Regions from separate parts of the Sus scrofa genome. Here region 1 is linked to region 2. Evidence: chromatin contacts called from public Hi-C data. All regions are on one chromosome and are shown on one strand. Each heading gives the region's core, a stretch centred on a gene start, on an enhancer-like site or on the middle of the called end of the contact. The rest is flanking DNA. Distances are from core to core; before and after follow the strand shown.

Region 1 (5,018 bases), core at 363-2,862, 55 kb before region 2:
ACTGCAGCCATAGGCGTGAGCTGAGCGAGACGCACCAGGAGAAGAGTAGTAGGTAAAAGGGGCCCAGGTTACCAGCTCATGTGGTCTCTGTGACCTGACCCTGCTGGTGCCCATGCCCAGATGTAACCCTTCCAACTTACTGTAAACGCGGTTGGGAGTATAGGTCCTTAAGGCATGGTGGGCCTGACAGAGGTCAAAGGACCTTACTGATGTAGATCACAGAGGACAGCCTCCTGGAGGCTAGAGCAGGGTAGAGACGGGTACAAAGTGGATTTAAAGGCAAACATAAGGTATCAGGGCACCTCAAAACCATGCCCACCATCGGGGTGGGGCCCTGGGGCAACAGAAGACCTTGTGGTTCCCAATACATAATCATTCCCAGGTATTCCTCCCAAATTAACCCATCAGTAAAGCCTCTCCACCCGCCAGGAGCAGACTGAGTAAAGAGGCAGAGGGCAGACACGTGTTTAGGGAAAATTCCTCCCTGTGGAAACCCAGAGGGGGACTGAGCATTGTTTTGATAAGCAGGATAAGCTGGATTTTCAGGCCTGGAAGAACTAAGTGCCACCTAAAGGCGGGGAGGTCCCACTAACAAGTAGAATGTTCCATGTCCACTGCTATCCAATAAAACCTTCTGTGAAGGTGCAGGTGCTCTGGAAGCCTGAACCGTCCAGAAAGACAGCCACGAGCCATGAGTAGTTACTGAGCACTGACATGTGGCTAGGGTGATGTAATATAATCTAGATTTAGAGGAACTAAATTATATTGTTTTATTATAGCTAAGCTTTATGTTGTTATAATGCTTATAATTGCATTATAAGAATTATATTTATTACAATTATTTTGTTATAATTAATTTAAATGGCCACATACAGCTACCAGCCCCTGTCCTGGACACCACAAAGACTAGGAAATATGGCGTCCTTGACCCTAGCGATAAAGACCTAAGAAATAGAGGCTCAAGCATACAAGGTCACATAGCATTAATGAAGCTACTAGAGACTTTACCTAGGTCCCCTGCACTTTATGGAGCAGGGCTCTTGGCCTGGGGAATGGAGTAAGCTGTGAAGGTCTTATAGATCCTGGCCATACTAAACGGCTGTGCGATTTCAGGCGGACTGCTTTATTCTTTGAGACTCAATTTCCTCCCCTATGAGATGAGAATACTACTTTATAAGGCTGTTGTGGAGATGAAATGAGGGGACATCTGTAAGGTATCCGGCTCACAGTGGTCATTTCATTAATACATCCTCTGATAACAGCCACCAGCCTCAACTCTCTCCTGTGCCCCCTGCTTTTCTTTAGTAAAACCCCAGTACATCATCCCAGCTCTTTGGTCTGAGCCTGCTATCCCACTGTGGAGGGGGGAATTAATAAGCAAGGCCTGTTGCTTCAGATACATTTACTGGCCTCCGAGAATCGGGGAGGGATTGCTTAAGAGTATAAAATGGAGCACAATTTAGTTACTTTCAGGGAAGGGGGGGGAATGGAATTCACTCTATTATCTCACAAACATGGCATTTCCTTCCACCACCAGCCCAGCTACACTACCAACAAAATGACCTAATAAAAATCAGCAGCCTCACTGCATCATTGGAAGTGAGATTCTCACCTATTTTTGCTGCCAGCTCTGAGGAGTAAAAGTCTAAGAGGAGAGGCTGAAATTCTAAGTTGAGGGCCCTTGTCTGGGAATTACGTAATTCCCACAGGGCAAACAGCCAGAAGCCAAATCTGGCGACACCCCAGGGCTGGCTGGAAGCTGATCCCGCCTCTGTTTGTTTGGCTGTTGGGCACATTGCTTTTGTTTTGGTTTGGGATATTGTGAGTGATGTTTTGAGCATTCTCAGGTCTGCCTTTTCCCCTCTTGTTGTGAGAAGAGAGACCTTCCTTTGTTTGTGAAGCTCAGTAACCATCTTGTTATTTCTGCGGCAGGAGGTGCCTGGAAGTTCAAGGGTTCAAATTTTAATCTAGCACCACTATGGGTCTTGCTGATGAATTTATGTTTTAATTTTTCATCCACAGCTCGGCCCCAGACATCATATAAATAAATGAAGAGGTAAATAAAATTCATGAAGCTGCCCAAGGGATTTGAAGCTGAGACATCTTGTTGAGTTTCAGGGACAAGTTTTAACATCAGAGCCTCCTCATCTTGCTACTATTACCTGTGCAAAACCCTGTAATGAAGGAACAAATTAGGTCAGTCCCAGGTGTACCAAAACAGAACAGGGAAGGAATTATCAAAGAAATTAAAAAGCCTGCCATGGCCATCGACAGAGCACACTTTTATAGGTTTTCTTCCAGTGATAATCCTGCAAGTCAAACTCATGGCAGCGGATGGACTTTTCACCCTTGTCAAAGCAGCAGCAGTAAGTCAGCATTCCTAACAAGGTTCCCGTGGAAAAGGGCGGGAGTATCCCTGATAATTAAAAGCATGGAAACCTAGAGAAACTTTCATGCCAGTCCGATGTTATTATTATTTTCTGCTCTTGCTCTCTCTCTCAAGGTTTTGTTTTCCCATGTTGAATAATCAAAAAACTTTGGTTTCCTCTGAACTCCAAAAAGTCACTTTGTACTCTCTTTAGAAGGATAAAAATCCAGGTTTGGATAAAGTAAGCCAACATTTCTTCAGGTTACCTGCATTTAAAGACCCATGAGCAAACCTTCTTTGGAAAGATGAATATAAAGGGTTTGGTAATTTGCTGTCTTGAAATGAGCTCAAGTCAAATCCCTGGAGATAAAGAAAAAGTGGGGTGAAATGAGCTCAAGTCAAATCCCTGGAGATAAAGAAAAAGTGGGGTGAATCAGGTCAAATCCCTGGAGATAAAGAAAAAGTGGGGTGAAGTCCCGATGTCTGAAAAGACAAATGTAATGAATGAATGAAGGCCCAGAGCAAGCAAACAGGAAAAGAAGAAATTATGTCCCAACTAGATTATGGGTTTTCCTCTTCAGAGGTTTTCCTCCAAGAAAAGTCCCACATTAGAAAGCTTTTTTTCTCACGGAAGTCTTAGCTGACGGATGCAGAGGATCTGGGTCCATCTGTCTTCTGGGATGAGAGGAAGCAAGCACCGTCTTCTCTGGTTCTGAAAACGCAGGTGAAGCTGGGCAATACTTATAAATCCCCTTCTCACTCATCTCCTTGCCCACCTCCATTCGGAGGGCCACCTGGGGAGGAAATCAGCCTCTAAACAGATGCCCAGAAAAAGTGAATAAAAGTGCTTCCACAAAAGCATCTTCACGGGAGCTCCCATCGCAGCTCAGCAGTAATGAACCCAACTAATATCCATGAGCACATGGGTTAGCTCAGTGGGTTAAGGATCTAGCATTGCCATGAGCTGGGGTGTATGTAGGTCACAGATGTGGCTTGGATCCCATGTTGCTGTGGTTACGGCATAGGCCAGTGGCTGTAACTCCAATTCGACCCCTAGCCTTGGAACTTCCACATGCCTTAAGTGCTGCCCCAAAAAGACCAAAAAAAGAAAAGGAAAAAAAAAAAGAAAGAAAGAAAGAAAAAGAAAAAAAAAGTGTCTTTTCAGCTGAGGGCATGAGAACCAGTGCCCTCTGGTATATCTGCCCAACAGGCAGGGTGATCTGAGGTTTACCCCCCTCCAGAGAAGAAGACGCCTGCATTGTTCCTTTCCTCCCTTTCCTCCTCCTCCCCATCCCCACCCAGGTCCCCAGTGGCCCCATGCAAGCAGGCAGCATCTGCAGCACATAGCACTAGAGTCATTATTCACAACACCTCTGCAAGATCCTCTTGCCTCCCAATGTCACTTCAGAGGGAAAAAATCCTCAAAGTGGAAAGAAGAGAAGTAGGGCAGGTGGTTTAGGAGCAGTGCCTGCTGACAGCAGAATAACCTGTCTCACTTGTGTTGCTCTCCTTTGGGAGTAACAGACACACAGACACACGTAGGCACAGCCCCTCCTCTGCACCGGGCATCAGAGGTGAGGGGCATGTCCTCTGAGAGCACTGGCTCCCACTCCTCATCCTGCATGCGCAGCTTCCTCTCTCTAAAGGCCAGGGAGCTGCACTCCTCAGGGCCCCAGAGGCAGAGTATAATGGAACAATCCTGGGCCAAGTCAGACATGCATCCTGATCCCAGCTGCTCCCAAATGTGCAATCTTGAGCAAATGACTTAACCTCTTGGAGCCTTCACTTCCTCATGTGGTACATGCAGATAATAATACCTAGTTCACAGAGCTCAGAGGAGATGTATGAGGGAGTGAAAAAAAACATTGGTCAGAATGGGCATATCCACCTGTTAAACAGAATTCCTATTTTATGGCAAGACAAGAAAAACGTAAACATAGAAATTCTTCTCTGCCCTTCAGCCTCACTGTGCACTGTGTGATTACATTACACTCTGCATTACCCCTCGACCAACTTTCCCCAACAGCAGGAACACCTGCTCATCCATAAAGAGCAGCTTTCTTGCGGCATCAACAAGACAGCTCCTTAAAGATAACATTCCCTCTTGGTCCTGTAAGGGGTCATATGCCCCACCAGGATGACGGGGAGATCTGGATTATGTAAACTGTCAATAATACATCATTTGATGTACAGCCCTCTGTCTCAAAAAATCTTATATAACTGTGCCTTGGTGTCTAAGAGGCAGAGCTATTCTCAGAGCTTTCTGAGATGCTCTGGCCAGGTTATAATCCTCAAATTTGGCTCAAATAAAATTTTCTAATTCTATCTGAGATTGACACACCCTATTCCCAGAAGTCCAGCTCAGGAGGGTGAAGACAAGTCTTCCCACCTCCACCTCTGGAGTGTTGGAGCCCTGTGGCCCAGGGTTTGTCTCTTTCTGCCTCGGTGTATAACATAGGATGTGACCCCACCGAATTCATCTCTAGTCACCTTAGGACAGCTAACACATCCATGGTAAGCAGAGAGTGAAGAATGGTCAAAGAAAGAAAGTAGGAGCCAAAAACATGCAAGATGCCTTTTAGGCTAGGTGTCTCTTCTTTATCCTGAGTTGGAGACTGGGAGATACCTGGGTGGTAGTCAGAGACTGGGT
Region 2 (4,737 bases), core at 953-3,452:
CATTTAATCCACACAACCCCTGGGACGAGAATCCTCACTGACAGGTGAGTCCACTGCTCCAGAGAGATAAGTGACTGCCCCAAGGTCACTATCAGTAGGTTACCTAACAAGAGCCTGGCTCCAAAGACCAAGGCCTTCCTCACTCCACTTGGTGCCACTTAACTACAAAACAGCCCAACTTTCCCTACCCACTCTAACACTTGCTGACGCTTTAACTTGTCAGCTTTCTCTCCCTAAAGGGAAAGGGTAGGTTGCAGGCTTCAAAGGCTTTGGAGAGGCAGAGGTTTTACTGAAAAGCAAGGCAGGCTTGTGGGAGTCTGCGCACAGAAGGGGAAATGACATCATGAGGTTTCCTAGGGCAGCCTCCCCACAGGTGCTCCCCTGAGGGCTTCAGAAGGGACACAATAGCTGGCTTTTCTGCCATCTCCGGGAGCATCTCTCCCCTGGCAAGTGGAAATGTAATCTCACCTGGTCAGTTCCACAAGTGCCTAATTAGATGGTGAAACTTCAAGATTTCGTCATTGCCAGGAAGATTCCGAGTGGTATTTCTTAGCCTTGCACAAGTTAACTCAAATTCTTGTATTCCCTAATTTTAAATTAGGTAAATTTAATTTCTCGTTTCTTGGCTCAGCGTTACTGCAAATTAAACATGCAAGTATTAATAATGAAAATAACTTCCCTTTAAAAACATATCCTGAAACTCGATGTGGGGCACTTCCAATACATCCATAAAGCAAACAAGACAGCTTAATTGTTTGTTTCTCCAAGGGAAGAAGCTAAACCCGGAATTAATTTGGTTCAGCCTGTGAAACAATTCGTTTGCTCTGCCTAATTCTGCCAATTAAAAGAACTTTTCCCAGACCCAGTCAGCATGTAAATCAGAGGCAGAGAGCAAAGAAGGGGCCTCGGCGACCCGGTCTGAATGGAGACGCTGTACAGAGAATCCCTGGGACCTCTTGGGCCCGATCTGCAGACTGCGGGACCGCGCAGGGGGCGCATGGATCAGCTTGAGGTTTTACGTCGAAATCTGGTCGTTACATAGCGCAGCCGAGCATCCAGCGGTCGCGGCCGGCGAGGGCCTCTGCCTGGGTGCCGACTGGATTCGAAAGGCACGTCCACGACCCAGTTCCCCACCAGTGCGCGGGAGCGCGCTACCAAGTCCGCCGCCCCCACGCCCCAGCCCTCTCCCGGAGCGGGCTCCGCCCCCCATGGCCGCAGCCCTCGGCTCCCAACCCCCAGTCACTACGGATCCGCCGCGGTTTTTGCCTGGGAAAGGTGAGGATAGCGGCCCCTGCCGGCAGCTTCGGCAAAAGCCTTTTTCCACTCAACCATTCTCCCCACCTTTTCTAAATGGTTTGTGGAAATATATTTTTTAATTTATTTAATAACTTACTTATTATAAATCTTTACATATGTATATTTTTATTATTTGTGAGCCCCCACGAGCAGATGTAACTTTGTTTCCTTGTATGAACTGCAAAAAAGGGGGACTTGGTTCCTAGCCCCAATTAGGGAATAGGTACAGTATCTAATGCGTTTATTAGGCCTAAAGGCGAGGGGGGACCCTGATCTCCCTCCCAATGCTTTTCTCGGCCAAGCCCAAAACTAGTAAATATTGACTGGAGAACTGCTTGGTCGCTCCGAGTTACTTTCTTTAAAGGCTGTGGCTTACAGCCCTCACCACGCGAGAAGCCCACTTGGGGAACAACACGCTACCATGCGCGCAGCGGCCGGGGGAGGGGGACATCGTGTGGCCTGGCCAATTGGCCCAAGCCTGTAACTGCAAAGCTTTTTGGCGAGTGAACTTTTAAGAGACAGAAAAAGGCTGTGCCTGCCATTCTTCTGGTGGTGTTAACAAAAGCGCCTTGGAAGAAGTTGCGATTTACTTATTCCATGAAGCTGTTGGATTCTCGCTGGAATTGTGTTTTATTTCTGAAGTTTACATAATTGTTTCTAAGAATAGTTTACATATTTCCTACGTTTAAAAACATCATCGTTGTTAACAGCATTCTTTGCACTACAATTTGTTTGCTTAACATGCTTTATTAACGTGTTGTGTTATAGGTATGTTAACTAATAGTTGTGTTCATATTTTCGAGGTGTTTTTTTAAGCGCACCGGCTTCTATCCAGTTCATCTGGGTGCGTGGAGCTTCCATCACTTCTGGAATCCACCTTTGATACTGTAATCAGAATTAGAAACACTTGCCATTCACTTACCCTCATCCTTTAAAACTTTTCCATTTAAGAAAATCGATGAACAAATCCCTTCTTGTAACTCGCTCCTGCAATACGTCTATTTTTATTTATTTTTCTGATTTGGCCGTGCTCAGCAATGCTGTCCGGGATTTTTTTTTCCTCGCTAGAGCAAATGCCAGGGGTGGGGGAGGCGAGGGCTGGGATCCTGCCGGCATTGCCCCCGCAGGGACCTCCGCCTAGCGCGTGGTGGGGCCCGGAATAGTGGTGGAAGGAAGCTGCACTGGCCAGTCGGTCCAAGGCTCCACCTACGGTCACATGGCGTAGATTCTCTCCCCCTCCACCTCGATCACTCGCGTTCACTCCTAGAGACCACTGCTCTCCTTTGGGTCGGAGAAGACGCCAGCCAAAGGAGGCGGGGTTGCAGGAGGAGAGTCCGCCTTGCGCAATCCAGTCCGGGACTTGGCTCCGCCCTGGAGCGGAGGCCTCTCCGGTGACAGAGGAGTAGTGAGCCGCACGGGGTGAGGCTGCAGCCAACTCCGCTCCCCGCGCACTCGGCTGTCCAGGCGCTCGGGACGCAGCAGCGGCGCTTCTCCGCGGGGCCGACCGCCCGCGATGCCCGCTTAGGAGTGGCGGCAGCGGCCAGCGTCGCCACACCCGCGGGGTAGCGCTCCCGGTCGGCGAGCGGGGCTAGAGCATATACCCTTGCCCCAGCCCCCACCCCGCCCCCCACCCTGAAATGACTTGTTAATCGGCGCAGACACTACCGAAGGGACTCGCTGGAGTGGAATCCAAGTGGAATTTGGATTTGAAGAAGAGTTTCTTGAACATTTACTCCTTTCTTGTTGGTTTTTTTTTTCTTTCTTTTTTCCTTTTCCCTTCTCCGCTTGTCATTGGAGATGAACCCAGAGCATTTGCATCCCAGAAAGTAGTCGCCGCGACTGTTACCCCAAAGAGACAAGCACATATGTAGGAATGACAAAGGCTTGCGGAGGAGAGAGCGCAGCTCGCGGCCCAGAGAGAACCCCTTGATAATGGATTACTAAATGGGATACACGCTGTGCCAGCCCGCTCCGAGCCCCGGCCGCCTGCCCGTCGATGCACCGAAAAGGTACGGCTGGGGCGTCCCGGCGCGCCCCACCTCCCGGGCAGCTCCGCTCCCTCCTGCGGGTCCCAGGGCCGCGGTAGGCAAAGCGCTCTCGGCTTTGTGGTGCCTGCGTTTTATTTTGTCTTGTGTCTGTCTCTCGAGCGTTGCTCGGCCCTGGGGGAGCAGCTGTGAGCCCTGCCCGACGTTCTTCTCCGCCCTGCGCCCCAGAGACCGCCGGGCTCCGTGTTGCAAGCTTCCCCACCCGCGCCGCGCACATGCCGGGCGCCGCCCGGGACCCCGACCTCGCGGACAGTTGCCTGGCCCTGGGATGTGTGTGCAGGACCCGGGGGCTCATCCTCATTTTCGGGCCAGCAGGCAATAGAGAGGCCCGAAAAGGGTGAGGTTCTTGGAAGCTCCCTGTCCTGGTGCGAAGGCAGGGGAAGGGGTTCTGGCCCCGAGGACTGGAGGAGATTGGATAGAAGAGCGCTGCTTTCCCTCAGCACCAGGTTTGGGTTCAGGGGTGGGAGAAGGGGTTCCATAGATACGGTGGGGAAGCGAAGAGAATCTTTTGTTGTCGGCGCGGTGTCTGGGCTGGGCTCAGTGGAGTGCGGGAAACTTGTAATGGCCTTGGCACCCGCGCACCCTGCCACTTGGTGACATCCCGGCTGGCTCCCGCGGCCGCTGGCACCAGAGGTTCCGGGCTTTGTTTGCTCGAATGAGTGGCCTCCTCCCGGTGTTGCGCGGCGCCCCCGCCCTGGGTCCTATCCCCCGCTGAAGCTCCCTTCTGGGCGGCGAAAACCGCATCTGTCGCGTCTGCGTCCCCCTCAAGCACGGAACTCGCCCCACCGGGGCTCGCACCCGCGGTACCCTCTTCCAAAATCAACGAGGTTCTTCTCTGGAAAGGACGTGTCCCGGGAGGCGGCAAGGTGGGAAGACCTGGCAAGAGATGGCTCAGTACTAGCTAACGAGACCAGACAAGAGCTTTGCCCGGGCCCCAGTCCTGAATTGTCCGAACTACTTGCTGTAGTCTGGAGGGCTGCCTCGCTGGCAGTGGGGCGCTCGGGGAGCAAACCCGACAGTACCCAACCACCCTGCATGACCCTTCTGGGAAGTGTCTATTTTCCAGATTCTCCGCTTTTTTTTTTCTTTTCTCAGCTCACTGTGGTACACGGTGCAAAGCAAGATCCTGAGGTCCGTTCCCTCCTAACACGACCGGAACGGTGCAGGGGGGAGCCAGGGAGCACAGTCCTGGACTTACGGGTATCAGGAAAGGAAACAGGACGCCGCTGTCTTTTCCTGCTCCCTCGCCGCCCCTCGGTCCGGTGCCGCCTCCCCCCGCCCCTTCCCCCTTCCAGCAAGGGGTCACTCTACCTGGCGCTTCCGGAAAGTTTCTCTGAAGACTAGGGGTGGGGGGCACGCGAGATTCGGGGCTCAGCATGTGCAGCCGGGAGGAAAC

Evidence for each region. A called contact is a pair of places that touch in the nucleus more often than the background predicts.
Region 1: a contact with region 2 is called in a Hi-C map of skeletal muscle, with 2.7 times the contacts expected there. The contact joins the enhancer-like site here to the promoter of SEMA6A in region 2. A contact is called at or near these places in 1 of 5 promoter capture datasets (liver), 5 of 47 Hi-C or Micro-C datasets (heart right ventricle, liver and skeletal muscle) and 1 of 2 datasets of contacts at active chromatin or transcription factors (skeletal muscle).

The regions. Positions count from the first base shown.
Region 1 is chr2:120,739,080-120,744,097 of Sscrofa11.1, reverse strand. No RefSeq gene overlaps it. Among named protein-coding and RNA genes, the nearest start is that of SEMA6A, 54 kb to the right of the region's middle. Within about 2 kb of position 1,612, at least 10 of the 83 cell types and tissues checked have an H3K27ac peak or open chromatin away from gene starts, as enhancers often do. A contact at or near this core is called in skeletal muscle, where this site is marked.
Region 2 is chr2:120,685,062-120,689,798 of Sscrofa11.1, reverse strand. SEMA6A (semaphorin-6A) reads left to right here and starts at 2,202. Exons shown (of 18, transcript XM_005661593.3): 1 at 2,202-3,305.